Regions from separate parts of the Zea mays genome. Here all the other regions are linked to region 1. Evidence: chromatin contacts called from public Hi-C data. All regions are on one chromosome and are shown on one strand. The core of a region is the stretch at or near the end of the contact, and the rest is flanking DNA. Distances in the headings are between cores, read along the strand shown.

Region 1 (4,347 bases), core at 82-2,581:
TTGCTATCATAAACTAATTACAAGTTGTAATGTGATAACAGACAATCCATATCAATCCATTCTCTAACACAGGGGATCGATATCGACCAATTGAACTGATCACTCTACCTTAGCCACGACATCAGACCCAACTAAGCAGAGCTGTACATATTTCTAACAACCATATACTCCCTCTGTTTCAAAATATAATTTATTTGACCTTTTGAACCCTAATTTTGACCATTCGTCTTATTCAAAAAAATCATAAAAAATAAAAAAATTAAATCATATGTAAAATATTTTTGATAATAAACAAAACTTGTAATAAAAAAGTCAATACACTGCCTTCATTCTAGACTATTTGTCACCTGCTAGTTTAGTTTTGAACTAAAACACGACAAATAAAAAACAATGGAGGGAGTAACAAATTCGTACGGAAGCATTATATAATACACGTCTAGCAGCCCGCTATCCAGTGTCTAGTCTTCAACCAATTCTACTCCCACGCAGCTTGCTATCTTGGTACTCTATCCGTCCTAGAATATAAGGTGTCCCAGAATATAAGGTATAACTAATTTTTATTCTAATCCCTCAATATAAGTCAGGTGCTCTCTATATATACGCTCTCTATATATACGTATAGGTTAGTGGTATATAGAAGAATAAATATATATATATATATATATATATATATTGCCTTATTGGTATTTGAACCAACTCAGAGTTAGGTGTTGTTTGGTTCAAAAAATGTAACGCAAATGGTAATGATAATGGTTTACGCTCGATTACAGGTGGTAACAAGTTTGAATAGGCTAGTATCAATTTTTAGTGTGGTATCTGATTACGGTTGGACTAAAACAAACATGATTTAACGTTATCAGTTATCCATTACGTTACAAATATGTGAACCAAACGGCACCTTGGTTAGATGGAACGGATGGAGTAGGAATAAGCGAATAGGCGTCCGTGCCTGACCTGGACCAGTCGACCGGGCAGGCGGGCACACGCCAAGCCCAAAGGTTCCAGCCTGGTGACGTAGGCCCAGGATAACCTGAGTGGAGGCCCCGCATGCCAGATGACCCGGCCTTACAAGTCCACGCGACCGCGACTCTTGCACATGCGTCCATTCGAACCATCAACCATTCTCACGCGCATTGACCTGAACGCTTCCAAATAACATGTGGGTACCACGGATCCGGACCCATCAGTCAGTCCGGTGGTGCAAACGTCTTTAGTAACTACAACACGACGTCTTCATCTCCGCAGAGGCCACCAATTCCATCCCAGCCCCAGCATCATATCTATTCATCTTGCTCTCCTCTGTCCAAAAAGGAGGCGCCGCGCTCCTCTTCTTCTACGCCGTTCACTCTCTCTAGTCTCTCCCTTCCCTTCTCCACGCCTCCGCCCCCACTCGTGAGACCCTACCTAGCCCTAGCGCCAGCACCACCCGCCCAACCTCCCGGAGAGAGAGAGGAGGAGGCCTTCGCCGCCGCCGTTACCGTCGGCCGAGGCGCCAGAATGTTCGGGTACCAGAAGGGCCTCGACGTCGAGGCGGGGACATCGGGCGCCGCCGCCACGGGCGGCGCGCGCCAGCTCTACCCGGGGATGCAGGAGAGCCCCGAGCTGCGCTGGGCGCTCATCCGCAAGATCTACGTCATTCTCTCCCTCCAGCTGCTCCTCACCGCCGTCGTCGCCGCAGTCGTCGTCAAGGTCCGCGCCATCCCGCACTTCTTCACCACCACCAGCGCCGGCCTCGGCCTCTACATCTTCCTCATCATCCTCCCCTTTATCGGTGAGTCCGCAGCCGCCCTCAACCATCCATCTCCCTCTCTGGCTTTAGTTGTTACTCCGAGGATTCTCTCTCTCTCGTTCGGATCGGTGGGGGGAAGCACTAGAGTAGGGGTTCGAACGAAGGGTGTTCATGCGAACACTTCGCTTCTCTTCCGCAAAATGCCGACTGCCGGGTGCTTGTCGATCGCTGTTAACAATTTGGATGTGGATTGCGGTTGCGATATTTGAATCGCAGCATTCGGTGTGGTTAGAGTTCGATCAACTGGTAACTCCTGAATTATTTTTTTGGGGGTTCTCTTTTTCCGATCGGGTGCACGGGGAGGCAGTTGGGGTTGGAGAATCGAGACGGTATTTCTGTAATTCTGTCGAATATATTCTGTGCATTGCTTCAAGGTTGCAGTTAGAATCAGATTCTGATGCCCGTGTCCTAATACTGCGAAGCCTGCTAGTCCTGGCAGCGAAATTCTGCGAGGTGTTGTTGGCCGATTAGGTAAAGTTTGGAGGGCCTCTGTCAATGTGAAACTGGAGGAGCCTTGCGTGATCTCATCCGTGCACGTTTAGGTACCGTGGCGTTGTGGCAAGAGTGTTTTTCGGTGGGTGGGTTGTCAACCGTGTTTTTTTTTTGTGTTTAGCAGAAGGGCCCTTCCCCCCACCCCCACCTGTCCTAATTGCGTGTTATTTGGATTGAACTGGGTGTCTAATTACTTGGATTGATGATTCAAGGCTGAACATGGCCGTTCAATTTTCTTCGGTGTGCAGTGCTGTGCCCGCTGTACTTCTACCACGAGAAGCACCCAGTCAACCTGATCCTGCTCGGCCTCTTCACCGTTGCCATCAGCTTTGCTGTGGGCATGACATGTGCCTTCACCAGTGGTAACCATCTTTGTCTTTGTGGCTTCATTGTTCAGTTGTTTTGGCTACCATCTCCCATGGCTGCTTTGTGTGCCTGCTTGTCTAAATCGGCAGCATCAGTTTAAAATGCCATGCCATGGTTACACAGAAATTTCTGGGAACTTGCCCTGGCAGCCTATGTGATGTGCACAGCCAAATTTGTAGGTGTTTGATGGTTATGTGTTATGCTTGTCTCAATTGCTTTATTCACTGGCTTGCCTAAATTAGCAATATCACGTCAGGCGCAGATTGTTCTGGCAATGTGGAATTCACTTTTGGGTTGTGCAATGCAACTGGCGTGTAGTATGCCATAGCAGGATGCTTTTGGGGAGAGTTTTTTTTTTTTGGGGGGGGGGGGGGGGGGGTGGTAAAGATTATAGAGAAAACTCAAGTAGCATGTGATGGCAACCCATGTGCGCATTTGGCTAGTCTATCTGTACGACCAAGTTGTAGTTGTTAGTGGCTTTATGATATGCTTGTCTGAGTCAGAAGCAATTGGAATATCACCATCTTGTGGAATTGGTCATTTATAATACAAACACCTCTTGCCTGTCCTTTTCCTTATTGCGATGTTGACCTTTGACTGGATTGTGGCTTAAGAACTTGCAAACAGCGAATCGTTATTCATTGGGTTTAATAAAATATTGGTCGAAACATGCCACTTGATAAGTTATTCACTATCTTTTCTGGCTCTATTTTCTTCCTTTTTGCAAGGTACGTAGTTACATGTAGTGGTAGGTTCAATATATTTCTCCATGCTAATAATAACTCCTTTGTGTGCCTTTCTCTGTAAAAATAGCAATATCTTTTCCTTCACAAGTATTTGAATTAGCAACATCACTTATCAGCATATATACTGTTTCTGAAGGACCATGCTAGTTTTTCGAGGAGTTTTTGTGTGATTGCTGAGGAATTTGCAGGAACTTGTCTTGGTTGGATGCCAAGGGATGCATTTGCCTACTCTTTGTGTAGAGCCAAGTTGTAGGTTTGGTGGCTTTATGTTATGCTTATCTGAGCCCCTTGCTTTTATGCATGTCACATATCCAATGCAAACATATTTGGCAATGCAAAATTACATTCGACTTCCTTCATTGTGATGTTGATCTTTTGTTGGGTTGTGTTCTTTTGAACTACCTTAAAGTATTGGTTGGAACAAGTGTTGCATGGCTCTGATATTAACGGAGATATGAATCTGGCAGGTATTTGTCCATGATAATAACTGCTTCTTAGCCACAATTTTTGAGATTACTGTTTTGGTTAGGGGCTCAGTTGGAAATCAGTAACAGAATACTTGGATTTTGCGCTTTCGAGAAAAAGAATACTTGGATTTTTTTACAGAATATTATATTGTTATAGGCTGTGCACTAAGAGAGATGCTTCATATAAAAGCTACTCTTACTTTTTGGTCATCCCCAGCTGGGTTGAGATCATTTGGTATTTGATTTAGTTGATGCCAAGTCATTATAAACTGTCTTTGTGAACCCATCTTTGTTTTTGGGACCTTTATGATCTGTCTGTCACTGGCATGTGCGCTGACAACAGCTGGTGCATGATGTGGTAGTTGATTTTTTTTTCTTCCTCTTTTGCATCTGTATCTTTTTTACCAATAATTAGGACACTGAATTATGCACACTCTCTTTTTAATTTCTAGATTTAACACACATATTTTTTATTGGATGTCCAGAC
Region 2 (3,965 bases), core at 1,428-3,927, 250 kb before region 1:
ACTACCACACAAGCGCAGATGAATCTATTGGCACTATCCTCAACATTTGTGACAAGTAAGATCCCGACCCCGGCTGTCATGGACCTTTGGTCCATGGGGATAGCTGTCTTCTCCGGCGAGGTTATACCCCTCTGCCGCAGGCTTGGTTCTAGGGTAGCAGCCCTAGGCGCTTGAGAGGGTCATTGCAAGAGAGAGAGATTGGTTTGATAATGATCTTGCTTGATGTATTCCCTGCTGCCATGCGGCTTATAAATAGCCCTATGAGGCTATGACTAACCAACTAACTAGCCGAGCCTTGGCTCCGCCACTGCTTACGCTCTTAATAAGTAGTAGAGATATGTATCCAACAGTTAAAATCTGAAATCAGAATGAAGAGAAGTTTGTACCAAGTAACTATATAGATATTTCTTCAATCAATTCTGGTTCTCCATTTCAATTTTGATTCAAGGTCAAAAAACTTCAATCCAGATATCACCAAGTCTGCAGTGGCCTTCTTTAAGTGCTCGTTCAGCATGTCCTCGTAAACAATAAAATTGGCTTCTGATAAGATATTTTGATCTCTCATGATAGTGAATACCTGTCTCGCCTCAGTTGAACTTGCATACTTGCAGAAGCCATATATGATAGCAGAATAGACAATTTCTTCCATTGAACAACCTACTTCAATCATCTCATACACCACATTGATGACTTTCTCTGGTCTTTTTGATCTGCAAGCTTCCAGAATAGTCAAGGTGTATTTAAATTCAGCTGGCCCATTTTCTATATTTCCAAGACAATCTTTAACAAGTGATATGGCTGTGTTGATCTCCCCCATCTTGCAAAGCCCTTTCACAAGAACACAGTAGGCTGACATACTTGGTATCCAATTTTCCTTCATCATGGTGTTGTAGCATGAGCAGGCCTCTTTGACATTTCCTTCATCCACGAAACATGGGATCATATGACTATATGTACATGAATCTGGTTTAAAATCAACTGAGCTTTGCATTTCTTCAAACAACAAAAGTGATTTCTTCCTATCCTTGATCTTCAGCAGATTTTCAATAAGAATATTATAAATGCCAACACTACAATACTGTTTTTGTCTCAATGCATCAAACACTTCCACAGCCTTCAATACCCTACCATCCTTTCCTGCAAGGAGCTTCATAAAATCTACTAACATTTCAACAACAGACAAGCCCATCTCTGCCAGTTTGTTAACCAACCCAAAAAATGTAACCATTTCACCCTTTTCGGCATAACAAGCTAGCAACGGTGAAACAGTATCAGAACTTGGCATAAGGTCCTCCTGAAGAACAATCTGAAATAACTTATGAGCCTTATCCTCCCTACCTATGCCACACAGCCCAATAATAAGTGTGTTATATATCCCCAGGTCAGCACGGTAGCCAGCATCAACCAACTCGTTCAACAACCTACACCCATCCCCAACCCTGCCAACAGCAACATACCCATCAATGAGCGATGCATACACCATCCTGTCCACCAGTAACCCCTTGCTCCTCATCTCCTTGAACAATTCTGCTGCTTCCTCCACCATCCCAGCCTTGCAGAGTCCCCCGACCATAGTAGCATATGCCATTGTGTCTGGCTCCACCCCATCCTTTTCCATTTCGTCCCAAACCCTCATGCAGCCATCCATATACCCCCTCCGCACCATTGTCTTCACCAGTGCAGTGTACACAAAGACATCAGGCCGACACACCTCGTTCCGCATCCTCCCAATCATCTCCAGAAGCCTATCAACCATTCCGGCGTGTGCTAGTGCACGAACCATGATGGCAAACGTCACTGGGATGGGCTGCACACCACCCTCCGACATTTCATCGAACAGCTTGAGCGCGTCCTCAACGTGGCCCGCAGCAGCCAGCGCGCCAAGGACGCGGTTGCACGCGTGGACCTGGGGTTGGACGTCGAACTCGTGGCGGAAGCGGCGAAGCGCGTGCAGAGCGCGGAGGGGGCGGCGCGCGGCGGTGTGGAGGCGGACGAGGAGGGTGAGCTGCGGGTGGGAGATCGGTCTGCCGTGCGCGCGCATGAGGTCGGGGAGCTGGTCAGCCGCGGCTGGGAGGCCCGCCGCGGACAGTAGCGAGGCGAGGGCATGGAAAGCTGGGAAGCAGTGACGGAAGCCCTTCTGGCGGCCCGCCCAGAGGAAGAACGGGAGCGCGAGCGGAGGCGGCGGGGGAGGGCGCGCGGTGAGGACCTCAGCGACGAGGGATGGAGGGACGCGGCGGAGCTTGGAGAGATCGGCGACAACGGGCGGTCCCCAGCGCTGGTGGCGGCGGAGCGCGTCGAGGAGGAAGCGCGCGAGCGGGGAGAGGCGGCGAGCGGAGGCGGATGTGGAGGAGGAGGAGGAGGCGGAAGGAGGTGACGGAGAGCGAGCAGACGACGAGGAAGAGGGCGAGTGTGGATCCCAGTCACGGAGGCGGAAGGCGGTGGCGGTGGAGGGGGAGGAGGAAGGGCGGTGTATAGTGGAGGGGAAGCGGAGATCAGTGAAGAGGCCGCCGCGGACTGTGGGCCGGTGCGGCGAGGCGCGGCGGTGGCCGTGGTAGATGGTGTGCCTGCGGCGGCGGTCAGTGGGAGAGGACGGGGACGGAGAGGCCATGGCGCCGGCCGACGATGTGAAGGGAGCGGCGCAGGCGCTAATCCGCAGTGGCAGAGAGCAGTGATGGGGATGCCAACTCGTAGTGGGCTGGGCCTCATATATACAAAGGCTCGGACATGGTCCAAGCTCTTCTCATAGTCGGGCTACAAAAGGCCCATTCCATAAATAGTACTTTTAGAATTTTATTTCAGAGAATAGCTAAATCTGAAGATTTGAAAAATATTTCTGCTAGTCTATCAGAGTTGCGCTTCATTTCTCGTTGGTTCTGTTCGTATGCATTCACTAGGTACGTGCCCGTGCGATGCGACGGCAAATAAATTATTCGATAAATGTTAGTGTACAACGATTACATTGATGTTTGTGTGTTGCTATGGTTTCTATATATCACATAGGTAGTTGTTTAAACACTTATCTTTGGCTTTGCTTAGTGAGTCCCAAATTATCAATGGTTGGTATCAAACATTTTTTATCTTGTAATCAGCAAACAACAATACAGATGCAAAATGAAATGTAGAAGGTACACAAAATTAAGTGGCAGCATACAAAACATCCGCCTTAGGATCATTGTAGCTCTTAACCAAAATAGCTCCACAACATGTGGTTCTGAAAGTCGCCTAGAGGGGGGTGGATAGGCGAAACCTGAAAATTAAAACTTTATCCCCCAACTAGATCCCTTGATTAGTGGTTAGAACAAGATATATAAATATCGGAGTATAAAAACTAAGTCCTTGCTTATAAAGAGTATTGCTAAATAATGCGGAATTGATAAATCAATACTACTAATAAGTCTATGAGAATAAAGCAAGAAGGCTTAGGTAAGAAGAGCAATAACACAAGTTCTCTCTTGCAATTTGTTGCTTCACTAAATGGGAAGTTAACTTAAAGCAACACCAAATAGAATTAGCAAAGAGTGGTGCAAGAGAAACTTAGAAAGGGAGAGGACAAACAAATCACAAGAATAAGCACACAAGACACGGGTGATTTGTTTTACCGAGGTTCGGCCCTCGAAGGCCTAGTCCCCGTTGAGGAGTCCACTTAAGGACGAGTCTTTTTCAACCCTTTCCTTCTCTCCACCGATCACCCAAGGATCGGCGAGCTCTTCTTCTTCTCAAAGATCACTCTCGATCCCGCAAGGACCACCACACTCTTTGGTGTCTCTTGCTAGCTTTTACAAGCCTCCAAAACTTTGGAGGAAGTTCGATGGGAGTCAAAACTCTACGCACAAATGAACACAAAGATGTAGCACACACTATCTCTCAATGAATCTCACAAGGCACTAGGGCTAAACTCAATTGAGTAGCTCTCAATTTCCTGCTCTCTCTTTTGTGGCACTTATGTCGGTTGTAGTGGTCTAGAT
Region 3 (4,019 bases), core at 1,333-3,832, 170 kb before region 1:
CCGATTGCCTTTTTGCTCTTAATTGACATTTTTGGTGAGACAATGGGGTTAAAAGGCCAATAATAATCCTGTTTTGGTGCTTAATGCCAAAGGGGGAGAAATTAAGGCCAAAGCAAATGGATCAACTACCACTTGAGAATTTTGAAAATAGTAGAGTTAGAACTTTTGATTTGTCAAAATACTCTAATTGTCAAAATTTGGTCTCTTGCGGGGAGAATTTATGATTATGGGAAAAGGGGGAGTTTTTGGATCTTGATCATTTTCACTCTTGGATTATCTCTCTTAATGCCCAAACAAGTGAGTTTGACTTAGAGATAGGAAAATGAATTTGATTTGCAAAAACAAACCAAGTGGTGGTAAAGAATGATCCAAATATGACAAATTTGAGTCAAAAACAATTTGGTCTTCAATTCGAATCAATGTTGCATGTTTTGCATTTGCCTTTTGATGTGTTGGCATAAATCACCAAAAAGGGGGAGATTGAAAGGGAAATGTGCCCTTGAGCCATTTCTATATTGTTTTGGTGATTAAGTGCGCAACACATGATAAATTGTGCCAAAGTTTGAAGAAGTGCAAATCATGTAACAAGGTATATTTCTAGACTTTAGTACATTTGGTTGAGCACTAATGAAGTTATCTAAGTGCTAGAAACAGGAAAAGAAAAGATTGGAAAAGAGTGCCTGTGTACAGCCAAGATTCAGCTCGGCTTGGCACACCGGACTGTCCGGTGGTGCACCGGACAGTGTCCGGTGTGCCAAGCTAGACTCCGGTGAACAGGCCGCTCTCGGGAATGTTTGGCGGCGTACGACTATAATTCACCGGACTGTCCGGTTGTGCACCGGACTGTCCGATGAGCCAACGGCCGCCGGCGCAACGGTCGGCCGCGCAATCCGCGAGCGACGCGTGGCCCGCGCCAACGGTCGACAGGGGGCATATATAAAAAATAAGTATTTTTCATCGTGATAAAAAGACACTACATACATATAAGCCTGCTAATGGCAAAAAACCCAACCCACATCCAAATCTAGTAACATTTACATCCATCCCACAACCACCTAAAACATAAGAAGGAAATTAAACCCAACTCACACAATAACATTATTCACCCTAAACCAATCCATAACTAGGTGGAAACCCATGAAAAACCCGCGGGTTCAACTTGTTAAGACATCAACATACACAGTGACATTAAAGCTACATGTAAATTTGTCAATGTGTATGTATGATACATACACGGTATGATAATTGCAATTGGGGTTTCTTACCCGTCATATAAAATGTACTTACACAAATTATACGATAGACACGATGAGATTGAACACAATGACTAATTTAGATAAAGCATAAATTATTATAAAAGTTAAAAACATATTTAAATAACTACCTTATTTAAATAAAATATATCTATATGATATATAGAAATAGTAATGCACATGTTAAGCACAAGTTGAAACGATTGTCTCATGGCTGTAAGGATTTTTGTAGCTTACCATTTAACTCGTTTGTATAGTAGTTAGTTTTCGTTGTTAATGTACAACCCTATTTATCTCTCACAAAATTTGGTTCTTATGTCTAAATCGACAGTAAGTTTATAACTCGTTTCTACTCTCCTCTTATCTCTTACATCTTAACATTTAGCTAGCTTATAGCCTCTTTGACAATCTCCAACAATTTATCTATTCTATCTCTTATCTTATATTTCAAATTTTACTCTATAAATAGTACGACCTACAATGTAAAACAATATTTTATATGACTATATGCACGCTGGAGACAGGGACAATCACGAGATTTTAGAGGCCCACGTCAAGGTTTAAAATAGATGCCCTTTAGATATTTTTATGTATAAATGTTACTAATATAAACACTAAAGATACATGTAAAAATATATTTATATTAAACAACGGGTAAATAAAAAGATACATATTTCAACATCACTTTAAAAACTTTTTTTTAGGTTTTAACATGTTTACCTATAACCAGGTTATGGATATGTTGTAGTATTTCGCAGCTAAACTATTGTATCATATATTAAATATGTATTTAAGATGAGGCTCTATAAATTTAGGGTGTATTTGGTTACAATGATAGAACAGGATGAGGTGGAACGATAACTCAAATAATGTTATTTAGTTTAGAGTTAAAAGGATAGAATAGGACTACATTAATTTTATTCATAGTTGTCTCTTAAAAGTGGAGATGAGAGGCCGCTAAGGCCGCAGCTGACCGGAGACAACCTCTTAGACGGTGCAGTAAACAAAAACACAACATCGTGCCGTCGTGCATGAGCAGCACCTCGACGGCACGGGCGCTACCGACACCTGTCCCCGTCGGCCCATCTGTGGCCTAGGCCCACTTCATCAGCGCCACTTGCCATGCCCTCACTCACTCCACCGACTAGCGCCGCCAGCGAGGCAGCGACCGCGATCGCGACCCTTTCCTCCTCCGTCTCTCTCCCGCCGCGCCAGTTCCGGTCCCCGCCCCCCGACGCTTTATCCCCATCCCCCGTCCCCTCGCCTTCCAGAACCTTCCTTTCCCGAAATAGCCAAATCCATACCCTATCCCCCTACCCACCATTCCAGAGCCACTGCATCTAGTAGGCTGCTGAGCTACCCACCCTCCCCGCGCTCGTGACGGCTCACCCACCCCCGCCGTGGTTCCGGGCAACAGGGAAGAAGATCCCGCCCTGGTGCCACCACGAGGTCCCAGAAGCTCCCGCCTTCCCGCTCAAATCTCTCCTATTTCTGGTTCCCGCCGCGGAAGATCAACTTCTTGCTGTGTTCGTCGTTTCAGGCACCCGGCGGCTTTGATTTCCTCTCCGCCCCTGGCGTCTGGCGTGGTGCTCTGGCCCCCAGTTTGTCGGCTGCTTTCTACCTGTACTTGCAGAGCTGTAGGTGGGGGTAAACATGGTGAGGTGGTCTTGCCAGGATGACACCTTATCATGTTCCCTATCCCCGTGCTAGATGCGCGCCGGCCGCCGTGTGTGTGTATGCCTTAACGTCGATGCGTGCCTTGTACTCCTGTGTGGCCGTGTGCTAGGGGCAGCTGCTCGTTGCTGCTCTTTTACAACGGAGTTTTACTGACATTGTCCAACAGACTATTCCATTCCGGTGTCAGAGCAGAGATTTTAGCATCGTTACTCGGATTAGGAGGGTAGGATCCGGCTATGGACTCAACGCTGAACCAGGTGAAGGAGGAGAGCCATGGGGAGGGAGGAGATTTGATGGCAGGCACGGTGGAGGCCGCGGATGGGCCGTCCGCGGCCGTCGCCGCGGCACCAAAGCCGATGGAGGGTCTGCATGACCCTGGGCCGCCGCCGTTCCTCACCAAGACATATGACATGGTCGACGACTCGGACACCGACCTGATTGTGTCTTGGAGCGCCACCAACAACAGCTTCGTGGTGTGGGATCCGCACGCCTTCGCCACGGTGCTGCTGCCCAGGCACTTCAAGCACAACAACTTCTCCAGCTTCGTCCGGCAGCTCAACACCTATGTAAGTGTTTGTTTGCCCATTACAGTTCAGCATGGAATGGTTCATGATGCTGAGGTGTTAACAGGGTTGAATGTTCAGCTCCCAAACACAACACTGTTGACTATTTTGCAAGTAGTTGGTGCAATCCTCGAAATTGCCTTGTTATGTTTTGTGGTCAGCATTGGAACAGCAAAGTGGCACATATAGGCATTGAAGTTTGCTGTGCACTATCTAACTATTCTGATTGGGTTGTGAGAACCTCCTCTCTTGTTTTTGGTGATAAGAACATTTGTAAACATATACGTGCTGTTTGGTTTGGTCCTTTTTGTCCGTTATCGATTCACAGAGTAAATCGATTGTGTTGTTTTGTGTTTGGTTAGAACAGTTTGTGTTGATTCACAGAACTATCAGCGCTATCCATTCCCAGAGCTATAGCAGTGAGTGATCGTGGCGGCATGTGACTCCATCCCCGTTACCGTTCAGGGTGCTGAACCAAACAGCACCATATATAATTAATTAAACAAATAAGTTTAATTGACAGCGT
Region 4 (4,402 bases), core at 372-2,871, 170 kb after region 1:
ACAAAGTTTCTGCATGCAGTGAAGAGTGGATACCCCAGAGGGGCAAAATGCAGTGAGCAGAATGTGAGGGCACAGAACATGCTGTACAGATGACAGTCTAGTGAGCTACCTCTTCTGAGAAATGGTTACTGTTAGCCTTCTTAATGGCCTCTGACCTGCACAAAACAAATGACAAACACTGGTCAGAATTGTAGTTCAGGTCAGTTGAGGGGATGAAGTTTCAGAAGTCGACATACATGTCCCCTCCCTCGCAGTAACCAATGACAATACACACGTAGCAACCCTGACGACAACAACAACAAAAAAAAACTGTTCCTTTTCAAGCAATTATGAGCATACACATCATCCTTCATCAGGACCGTTGAAGCGTCAAGGAAAGGAACTAGACCGGAGACTGCCCTTAGGATGCTGCAACAACTGTGAACAGCAGCATCTGCAGGGGACCATGCTCACCTTCTCCACCCAAGCATCTTTGTATTCCACAATGTAAGGATTCCTTACTTTTGCGATGAGCTCCATCTGTTCATCAAGGTGGTGAATCTTTCACATGTTTTGTGTAGGTTTATTATACATGTATTAGCACAAGATCATGGCAACGAAACAAATCATGTTTCCTAACATCGGATAGCAGCCGTGCATGCCCTACAAGGAAACAAAGGTGTCTGTTTGTCCCCTTGGAGAGCTCAAATTCTCTCTGTTTTGCAAAATTTATAACCACTTGTGTTCTGAACCAGTTTCAGATTTATGACGCCGAAGGTCGTAATTGGACACAAAGTATGAGCATACCTCCTGGTGTGCTGATCGGCGGCACCGGTCGGTCTGGCGTGCGAGGCGGATCTTCTTCAAGACATACCTGTAGCAAAACGAGGCAGGCTGAGTGACACCATGGAAACAAAGCAAGCAAGCATCCATCCATACCTTTTCCTCTCAGCCTTGTGCCTCACCAGGAGCGCCGAGCCGAACGAACCCTTCCCAATCTGCTCCAGCACCTCGTACTGCTCCATCCCTGTGACTGTCAAGCTCCTGGCTGGCTCAGAAATCACCTGCACGGTGGGCGAAGAATGTTGTCAGAGAAATTCATCGTGCCAGTAAATGAAATGTGACCGGAACATAAAAGAGAACCTCTTTTTTATTATTTTTTTATGTAAAAAAAGGAAAGTTCAAGTTTGCGAATGCTGGTTGTAAACCCATTGCATGGATGAGCATTTGAACAATAAAGTCAGAACGTGAAGGGAACGAAGCAAGAACTGATGACATGGGAGAATTTACAATTTTGCAGTGGACCAAAATAGTGATCGTCGAAATTGATTCTTGACTGGGAACGTCGGATCGACACTGATGATGCTTGAAGTGGAAGAGGAGGATGGGTGGTTCCCTCCTTACCTTGGCTGGCTAATGGATGAAGGGCGCCTTGCTCTTCCGCCTCAGTGCCCGGCTCCCATTTTTAGAGCGAGGAAGCACTGCTGATGGAGTGCACGGGAGAAAGAGGAGGAGGAGAGGGTTGACATGCCGACAACGAAAACGGAGGGCTGTCCGTGCTTAGCTTGCCAGAGGCTTTCGAAGTTTTCAAAGTGCAGAGAGAGAAAGTGGTGGGAGCCAAGCACACACAACGCACTGCACAGACTCAGAGAGAGAGAGAGAGAGAGAGAGAGAGATTTGACTAAGAAAGAAAGAAACGGAAAAAAATATCCTTGGTTTAGTGGCTGCGTGTACCAGCATTATCCTTGATGGGCTTTATTCGTATCCCCGGCGCCCGCCGCCCGCCGTGATAGCGGAACTCATACGCGTTCCGTTGTACAGGCCGGCCATAAAGGCTCGGACAAGAAAATTCTGGTGGCGGATTCGAGCGCAGGATCTGTGCGTGGAAAATATGGCTGAAATTTGATGGCTTTTGGTCGTACCGATTCTTGCGACACCAACCAAACAGCTAACCAGGGGAAATTTAACGCTTGATACCATGCTACAGCTCTGCTGCAGTTGCTTCAATGGCCAACAACCGCTGCCTGTTCTTCTCACGGCGCGGCATCTTGGTGCCCCCATTTGGAATTCACCTGAATGCTGTAGGAATTAGGCTGCTCTCGGTGATGCCCAAACGTCAAACAAGCCATAACTCTGATGTGGCTGTTTTTTTTAAGAAAGTGCCAGAAAACTTAGTTTGCTGTGGCAAGGGTTTGCTGGTTTCCTCTTCAGCTACAGAAAACCAGTAATGTATTTTATTTTCTTTAAAAGAAAAGCCATGATGCAGTCCATGACCCCACAAAACTGGACTTACAAATTAACTTGAATGCAGAGAAGGGAAAAAAAGGAGAAACCTCACACAGTTTTGTTTAGAAGTTCAGCGAACCCGTATAGAAAGATTTGGTTAATAAGTTCTCTGAATGAAACAAGGAAAAGAAAAGAACGGACATTATTTTATATATAATTTTAAATTGCGCTTCTCTTTATGAATTTGCTTGTGTTTTTTTTTCCCCATTTCTTGTTTGCCCTAGATGTCATGTACACGATTGGATGACCGGTACCTTCTGAAGTTTCTTGGGTTTTAATAAGACACCAGAGACTTTGGTTAGCGCGAAAGAGGCCACACACGTTGCTTGGCCTGGTAGCAGGATCCAGCTTTGTTCTCATGGTCGGTCCCTAAACCCTAAACTAAACTATTTTAAATCTTGTTTAATAGAAGTGGTTCTTTTTTTAAAAAAAAAACTTCTTTTCGAACAAAACGACAGGGCAGGAGCTGTCTGCATGCCCGCCCTTCAATTAAGATAGCAAAAGAAGAAGAAGAAAAACGTAATAGTCAGTCATATCAATAAAATACGTAAATTGATTTCCATCCAGATAGAAGGGATCTCTGGCGCCTTCCAATTGGCACGTTTCTGCATCCCGAGACACTTACGGGTTTTTTGGGTGCGTTTAGTTGCGGGACAGACACGGATGTCCTGGCGTACTCTTTCGGCCCTCTAATTTTGAGCGATAACTGGATACAACACTGAGGTAGTCATGTCCCAACTCTTGACCCTGAACCAAACAAATTTATTTAAGGGAGCGTCACGTCCCGCTCCGTTCTGTCATTGCAATCAAACGAACTAAATCGATGAGTATAGCGTTCTCTTTCTTTCTAAAGGCTTGTTCGGTTAGGAGTGGATTAAGGGAAATTAAAGGGGATTCAATCCTCTTATATATAAACTAGGTTTATACCCGTGCGTTGCCACGGAATTAAAAAAATGTATAAACATAGATACGAAACAACAAGCATAACTATAATATGTAAAATTCGTGTGGTAAATATTAAAGAATCAATATAGAATATCTTGAAATTCAAGAAAGAGGATATACTTGGACATCTACATCTCTTCAATTCAATCGACACGTATGATTATGCCCCGAACCAATAAATGGTAATGCTATAAGTAATCAAAATTCACTCGCCCAAAACAAGATACGTGTAAACCGAGCAGCTGCTTGGTGATCAGAACAGGTACTTGGACAACACGTACTTGGGGGCAGGCCTCCAGTCCCCGAGCTAGTGCTGGCATGTGCACGCCGCTGCGGCCGTGGATCCCCACCACCTTGCCCTCCGATGTTGCCGACGAGAAGTAAGCGCCAAACTCGTTGTTGAACGACCCATACTTGCCTAGTTGGTGACGAACGTCAGCCACCTCAGGACCCGAGGCTCGCCCTCCCTGCTCGTGCGTGCTGTAGTAGCCGTACACGCACGTCAGCACCTCGTGCAGGAAGTCCAACTTCACTTGTAGATGGGTTCAAGGGAAAACATATATGCAAGGCTCATTGCATATCCTGGCAACTTGATTCGGCACAACACTTCACGCCGGTGTAAACCCAGTCGTCCCATGCCTAGCCTCCCTCCCCACCCCATGGCCCTGGTCTCATCGGAACCGGTTCTTTCACCATGCCATAAGCAACCTGCAAAAACGATTACAATGCATCGATCGCATTTCCGAACCGGATTCAGAGTTTCGGACTTGCAAGAACCTTTTAGTTACCTCGTCGTCCGTATATGTAGCGCTCGACACCTGAGCGACCATGTTGTAATGCACTATGGGCTAGTCGGTGTCTTCGGCCTGCTCACAAACCGCTGTTGCGCCACCTTGCCTTCCTGAACATGGATCAGACTCCAATGTTGTCGATGTACCACCCCTCCATGCTATGAAACCCCACTACCCATTGGTAAAGCTCGTGGAGAAGTACGTGTCGTACTTATCGCCGTACGACCCATACGTCCGCTTGTTCGTGTGAAACGTCAGAGACCTGACCACGATCGGGCCCATGATTATTGTTGAATCGTAGAACCTGGTTATATATATATATATATATATATATATATATATATATATTTATATAGGGTAGGTATAACGGGAGCCCTGGGCTTCCAATAGTTAAAGGAAGC

What was found. Hi-C and Micro-C count contacts between places; a contact is called where the count stands out from the background.
Region 2: a Hi-C map of tassel shows a contact between it and region 1, with 1.8 times the contacts expected there. The contact joins the promoter of LOC103632011 here to the promoter of LOC100191683 in region 1. A contact is called at or near these places in 3 of 25 Hi-C or Micro-C datasets (ear, leaf and tassel).
Region 3: a contact with region 1 is called in a Hi-C map of ear, with 1.9 times the contacts expected there. The contact joins the promoter of LOC100280318 here to the promoter of LOC100191683 in region 1. A contact is called at or near these places in 2 of 25 Hi-C or Micro-C datasets (ear and leaf).
Region 4: a Hi-C map of ear shows a contact between it and region 1, with 3 times the contacts expected there. The contact joins the promoter of LOC103632002 here to the promoter of LOC100191683 in region 1. A contact is called at or near these places in 12 of 25 Hi-C or Micro-C datasets (ear, endosperm, leaf and 3 more) and 1 of 3 datasets of contacts at active chromatin or transcription factors (leaf).

The regions. Positions count from the first base shown.
Region 1 is chr7:9,701,313-9,705,659 of Zm-B73-REFERENCE-NAM-5.0, reverse strand. LOC100191683 reads left to right here and starts at 1,331. Exons shown (of 4, transcript NM_001137112.1): 1 at 1,331-1,771; 2 at 2,530-2,643. The coding sequence starts at 1,498.
Region 2 is chr7:9,954,206-9,958,170 of Zm-B73-REFERENCE-NAM-5.0, reverse strand. LOC103632011 (pentatricopeptide repeat-containing protein At4g20740) reads right to left here and starts at 2,677. Exons shown (of 4, transcript XM_008653867.4): 1 at 387-2,677. The coding sequence starts at 2,608. The coding sequence ends at 410.
Region 3 is chr7:9,870,176-9,874,194 of Zm-B73-REFERENCE-NAM-5.0, reverse strand. LOC100280318 reads left to right here and starts at 2,582. Exons shown (of 3, transcript NM_001153244.1): 1 at 2,582-2,702; 2 at 2,794-3,496. The coding sequence starts at 3,167.
Region 4 is chr7:9,532,213-9,536,614 of Zm-B73-REFERENCE-NAM-5.0, reverse strand. LOC103632002 (serine/threonine-protein kinase Nek3) reads right to left here and starts at 1,621. Exons shown (of 15, transcript XM_008653861.4): 1 at 1,384-1,621; 2 at 919-1,043; 3 at 787-853; 4 at 454-519; 5 at 237-283; 6 at 110-155; 7 at 1-9. The coding sequence starts at 1,004. It also overlaps the pseudogene LOC103633714.